2 separate regions of the Gossypium hirsutum genome follow, and region 2 is linked to region 1. The links are chromatin contacts, called in public Hi-C maps. All regions are on one chromosome and are shown on one strand. Each heading gives the region's core, a stretch centred on a gene start, on an enhancer-like site or on the middle of the called end of the contact. The rest is flanking DNA. Distances are from core to core; before and after follow the strand shown. Region 1 holds the start of LOC107909949 (sodium/hydrogen exchanger 8-like). Region 2 holds the start of LOC107909944 (NADH dehydrogenase [ubiquinone] 1 beta subcomplex subunit 7).

Region 1 (3,390 bases), core at 425-2,924:
AGGGAATAAAATGAAGTTAAAAAACTTACAAAGTCGAATGCCATCACCAATCCTTCCCAATTTATGACTTGTACCATATTCTGCAAAGCAAGGATCAACCACATTGACATTGAGTAAATAACTTCCAGGGACAACTAAAAGAAATGGTAAAAGACCAAGTTATAAAGAACAGGAAATAAAAGCAACAAACTTGCAACAACCAAACAATTTAGTATGACCATATCTTGATCCTCGCGTATTGATCAATAAAAACGTTACAACCAGGAAACAGCAGTAAAAAATGCAATAGAAGTTGAAAAGGAATTCACTAACTATTAAAATACACATTACACCTATATAGAGAGAAATTATGACCTTGAGATTGTTTCTTGTGAACTTGAATGAGCCACCAATTCCAGTATCTTGGAATCATGTGCCAAGTTTTTTTCTTTTAATCAAGAATGAAATCATAATTCCAGTTAAGACCTTGTTTATGGCTATGCTATCTTGCTTACAAACTGAAATCAATTTTCACTGGTAAATGGTAAACTAACTTCCACTTAAAAGCCTTACAAAAAAAAATCCACTTAAAAGAGTTCAGATTCAGAAATGGAATATGGAATATAATATATATTAAGAAAATTATCCCATCCACCTGACGGGATTCTTAAACTCCACCAGCTGGATTGTATCCAGAATAGCTAAAACATTAAGAATGAATTCTTTTTTGACGTTGTAAATTTTTAACTTTAACAAGTAAAGCTGAGCACTACTATGGTCACTTTTTCTAAATATACTCTAGGATTATATATCACTTCAATAATGTATAATTTCTCAAAAATTAACGAAACAAAAGATACACTAATCAGTTTCGCTTGTGGAGTGGCATGTCTTAACCCTTTAAATTGCTTTTTTTTTTTTTTAATCTTTAAAGTGGCGTGTATATATAATAGAAATAATATATATATATTATGAGAAGAAGAATGAATTTTTGTGTAGTTTTTAGAATTAATAATAATAATAATAACAATAATAAGAGGGTAAACTCTTAACTCACCGAGTTAAGAAGGAAACTCCGGTCAGTGTATCAAAGTATCAAAGTCGAACTTATATCCGTATACTTAATTTGGTTTAGAAGATCAAAAATCGAAGTAATATTAGAAGAGAAAAGCAGATGGAAAGAAATGCCCAGAAATTAGAACTAATTTGCTGGCAAAACTAAAGAAGAAAAATCTTAGCTTAGATCTTGTGACTTACAATATTGACTTTAGATGAGTCAAGTTAATGATCTATTTTGGTGGCAAAGGGATTATAAAAACCAAATGAAGTTTGCATCAAAACAACGAAATTAACAAATTTTGATATATTGGAAATAGAAAAAAGAAAAAAAAAAAGTCAAAAATCCATGAAAGTCCAATGGACAATCCTACTTCTCCTGTGCTGCTAATTTAAATTTTCTTATGATAAATTAGAAGTGGGAAGAGGCGAACCGAGAGAGCCGAGACCAAGGCCAATGATGAGCAAAGCGACAGTGTAAGGAACTCTGGTGCCGCGAAGAAGATGCCTGGAAGCGATTCCTAATACCAAAGAAATCCCAACAAAGATGACCGCATCCACTGGCTCCGATTCACCGGAGCTAATTTCCTCTAGCATTCTCGAAGGTAACACGTATAGATACTCTTTCACTTCCTCCATGTTATTACAACTCAAATCACCTGCTTGCTATCTCCTTCTCATTTATTTATATAAAAATCACTTGAAACTTTATTAATATATATTATTCATGTAATTTACATTTTAGGTCATTAAATTTCGCCAAATTACATCAATCACTTTTATGTTTCGTCTTTTTGAGTCCATGGTTGTAATGCTACAGGAATACTGATAATCAGGTGAGGCAGAATAACTTTTTACAGCTAAAATAAAATTTTAATCTTTTATAATTTATATCTTTATAATTTTTAAAAAATAAATTTTTATAATTTTAAGGGAGTTAAAAGTAAATTTTCTTTTCTTTTAATTTAAACTTTTAAAATATTTTAAATAATAATTTTTTATTTTAAGAGAGGGACAGGCCGGTCCCTAGAATGGCCTCTGCTGATTATAATAGAATAAGATATTATTAATAGCTAATGCTTTAGATACCTACCTTATCATAATATCCAGATTCAACACATCCCCTCTCTAAAAACACTTCCCTGCCTTCTTCTGGTCCGATAAAAAGAAAAAGACGATTCCCCTCTCCTCTCTAAACGGAAAAAGTGGAGACAATGGCACCACCCTCTTAGCTGCTCTTAATTACCCCTACTAATGTCTCCATCCAGAAAATCAAAATTGGAAAATTTCTGATTTTTTTTAATTTTTCTTTTCAGTTTTATTTAATGGAAAAGTTTTTTTTTTTTGAAATTTCGATATTTCAAATCATTTTCTCTTTATTTTATTTTAACTTTTGAGCATGATTTGGATTTAAGGTTGATTCCTTTTATATTTGTAACTTATAAAGGAATAAAAAATATAGCAATCTATACATTATAAATATGTACTTATATAAAAGTTTGGGTAAATTATACAAATGATCAATTAATTATGTTCATATTTTTGTTATAGTTACTCCACTTTAAAAATTTTTAATATAGACATTAATGCTTGAATTTGTTTATGTTTTGGTCATCCGTCATTAAGTTGATAACGAAAGTCTTTTTCTAGCTAATATAATATTATATTTAATTCTCAATACTTATATATTCTATCAATTTGATCCTCAAATTTTTTAGCTAAAACTTTCGACTTTAAAAACAGAGACATGCCACATTAATAAAATTTTAAAGTTGGATGACCAAAAACAAGAATGCGGGTATAGTTAGGTGGCTATTTGCATAATTTACCCTAAAAATTTTGATAAAAAATTATTTAAAATCTTTTTAAAGAAACTTTATCTTTTTAGTAATGGCCCCTCCCAAAAAAACATTTCAACTCAAAATAAAATCACCAATCTTACCTAAACCATTCAACATTGAAAATGTTGAAAGTATTTACAGATTTCAAATTTCTCTCTAATTCTAAACCATGTGGTGAACAAAAAAAGAAAATAAAACCATCTCTAAGCACACAACCACTACTGCACGAAATCTACCCAAAAAAAACCAATGTAAACGGACGAAACTGATCTTATTCCGTTCAGTTATTTTGGTTATATGCCTCAACTCATTGGAGCCACCAAATCCACACCCCTACTTTTTATTTACTTGAAGCTTCCTGTGTTCAGCTCTTTTCATTATATACAAGCCATGTCTTCCACGTTCCTTTCTCATTAATTGCAAAGGTTGATAACAATGTTATTATCCTAAGTGTCGTTCGGATTTAGGACGTATCAGCAATTGTAGGGGATATTCTCTTACTACTTTTATTATT
Region 2 (3,390 bases), core at 525-3,024, 170 kb before region 1:
ACATTGACCAAACATTTCCATCAACATAGAGATTATTGTCAGCACAATGCATCATCAAACAGGTAGCTGCATACAAGTTCTTTACTCTTTATTATGTTCCTTTCATGCTCTAAACATAAGGCTATATCTTGGATTTAAAACAGCAACATTATTATATTCACTAGCCCAGATCTCCTAGGATACCAGCACCACTTGAGGGGAACAAGCAAGAACAATCAAACTAAATAATGGTAAATCAGAACTCACGTTTGGTAAATAACTGGGATATTCCACTTTTATGCATCTGCATGTATGAACTCAGTGCTTTGTTGTCAAACTCCTATTTCTTCTTTACACTGCTATCAGACTATCTTATACTGACCATAATAAAAAAATTTCCATTGGCTACACCTACTAAACAGGAACATACAGGTAACTGAAAAAAGTATCAAGAATATACCGAATTACTCTTAAAGCATAATACGCAATCTCAATAACCAAGGACCAAAAAAAACTTGATTGTTAATAGTCTTACTCAAACCCATCTAGGGGGGTTATCCAGAATGCATGTTGTTCTCAATCTCACTACAAGTACCCCCCCACCATATTTCGAGTCATTAGGCAAGAACAACCTAATACCAATTTCAAAATCTTCAAAATGAAATTCTAAATCAAACAAAATTCCATGGACAAAAAGACCCCAAAGCAGAAACTGATTGATACGGACACATTCCAGTTTACCTTTTCTTTCCAATCAAATGCCACAAGAACCAAACAAATAAACCCCCAAATCACTACACCCTACTATAAATAGACCAAATGAAAATAAGTCCCTTAATAGAAAACAGGAAACCAGTAAAAACATCAGAAGTATTGACAATGGAGAAACAGAGTCTCAAATCCTTTAATCTTATATCCAACAGAGGGAAAGAAAGGGTTAAACGCTTCAATTTCAATAATAAGAGCAGACAGGAAAATTCTATCGAACATATAGCAGCTAACCTTGATTAAAACAAAGCCCTAAAAAAGTTAAACCAATCCATCATGCCAACTAAGAAAGAAAAAAACAAAAATTTAACCTAGCTAAATACCCCAAAATTTTGGAACTTAAACAACCCTTAATACAAAGATCAATGAACCCATCAACAAACTATGAACGAAAACATCAATAGATAAATATCCAGTTATTAAATTATATATAAAAGAAACTGAAACAAAAAGAAAGAAAGAAAAGAAAATTTGACTGACCCTGGAGGCAGCTTAAGCATTAGCAGTTTTGGGAATGAGAGGAACAGAAACGCCCTGTTTCCCAGCCTGTGTCAACTTGGCCTCTTCTTCACGGATCTTCTGCATCTGCAGCATCCTCTCCATGACGAGCTCGTACTCGCACTTTTCATAGGAGTGGCGTTCAATCTCGCATTTCCAAGGTAAGTAAAACTCGGCTTGGCGGCACTTGTTGAGCGGGATGAGAAGATGTGCACATTGATCCCTGTACGGGATGGGGACCTTGTTCTCCACCATCTCTGCTTGTGTTGCTATCATCTTCTTCGATGAACCCTCCACTTCCATTCTTTTTTCTCCCTTTGATTTGTGTTTGAAGAAAAAAATTGGGTTATGAAAATGCTTTGTTTGAACTCGGAGTCCAACTCCAAGGTAACTATCGGCTAGCTCCTTTTTCTAAAGTACGCCCAAAGTAAATTGGAGGCGTTTAATGTACAGCTCGCAGTACAGCCCCAGCCTGAAACTTTTTACATTCCGAAACGAGCTCTAAATGATTCGAATCTGACTAGGTCTGAGATCAATTTAGCCCGAGTTGAAAATAAATCCAATTCAAAGTCCAAAATTTACAAAATAAATAATATAATTTTATGACAATTATTTATTTTATAAAATGTCTTCATAAATCTTATATATTTATATGAAATGTAATTAATAATAATTTTTATATTAAATTGTAAAGTGAAATAAATTATTAAAAATAATTTTAATGATAATATAAAATATATAATTACTCTTATCGCATAGGATTAAACATGAGTTATTAGGTCATACTAATAATATTATTAATAATTTTAATTTTAATTTTAATGATTACTCTTTTTTTATTTGAAAATTTAGATTTTAGTTTTTAGTTTCCATTTGGTCAAGATGCTGACAAGTGTCAAATTAAATATAGTAAAATATTTTAAAAAATAAATATATAAAAATAGACACATGACAATTTTTAAGGATGTTTATGTAATAAAAAAAAATTGGCAATATACTAAATGCTAACCCTATTTTTATTTAGGTTGGGTTTTGAAAGTTTAAATTGAGCTTAGGTTTGAGTTTGAGTTTAAATACATATTACATCTAATATATTAACCGACAACATCAAATCAACCAATTACCTAACTCGATCTTAATACATATATATCAACTATTAATATATTATATATTACTTAAAGAATATTTTAACCAGTATAATAATAAACAATAATAGTTAATAGTTAATATATTATCTATTTCTATAATAGTATGTAATATAGTATTACATAATAGATTAATATATTTTAAAACTATTAATACACATATATCACTATTAATTGATCCAAAATCAAAACTAAATTTACCAATCAATTTGCTTGAATTGGCTCGATTTAATAATTAAATCAGTTTTAATTGCTAGCTATAATAGATAATATACTATTACATACTATAATTAATAACATAGTATATGGAGATGGATCTACTTACACAAGTGTAAAATTAAAGTGGTTTTACACCTTTTCATATCTTTTTGTACGATTAATATTTTAACAATCTAACCGTAAAATTTATCAATATAATTGTATTTTATTGCATATAATTTTTCGAACTGATCTAATATCTCTATCATATTGATATAAAATACTATATATCAGGGGTGTAATCAAACAGGGGCATGTAGGGGTCCTCTTGGCTCAAGGGGAAATTTTCTTTATAGCCTCTCCCAAAATTAAGAGATTTAATTTATTCCTTTTTTAAATTTTAATTAAATGAAAAAAAGTTATAATTTTAGTCTTTTTAAAAAGTTAATGATTTGATTTAAGCATTTTAATACAATTTTTTTAGTTTTGGCCTTCCCAAAATTTAAAATCTTATCTTGGCCCCCTTAAACAAAATTTTTGACTTCACCCCTAATAAATATATATTAATATTAATATTTCTTGATTTTTGGAAATTTTTTACATAAAATAAATAGTTAGAAATCTTTAATTTACATCAAATTTGATATGTATGATCTATATGAATGAAATATAAATTGTGATGGTCAAATTGTTAAAATTTTAAGGATAAACTACACCAAATGTAATTGAACTTTGGTAATTCATTTTTGCCACTAAAATTTTGAAACTTACAAAGATATCGCTAACATTATCGCATTATTAC

Evidence for each region. Hi-C and Micro-C count contacts between places; a contact is called where the count stands out from the background.
Region 2: a Hi-C map of leaf shows a contact between it and region 1, with 1.8 times the contacts expected there. The contact joins the promoter of LOC107909944 here to the promoter of LOC107909949 in region 1. A contact is called at or near these places in 4 of 34 Hi-C or Micro-C datasets (callus and leaf).

What each region holds. Positions count from the first base shown.
Region 1 is chrD02:50,785,945-50,789,334 of Gossypium_hirsutum_v2.1, reverse strand. LOC107909949 (sodium/hydrogen exchanger 8-like) reads right to left here and starts at 1,674. Exons shown (of 23, transcript NM_001327028.1): 1 at 1,470-1,674; 2 at 30-80. The coding sequence starts at 1,674.
Region 2 is chrD02:50,953,492-50,956,881 of Gossypium_hirsutum_v2.1, reverse strand. LOC107909944 (NADH dehydrogenase [ubiquinone] 1 beta subcomplex subunit 7) reads right to left here and starts at 1,774. Exons shown (of 2, transcript XM_016837654.2): 1 at 1,228-1,774. The coding sequence starts at 1,548. The coding sequence ends at 1,240.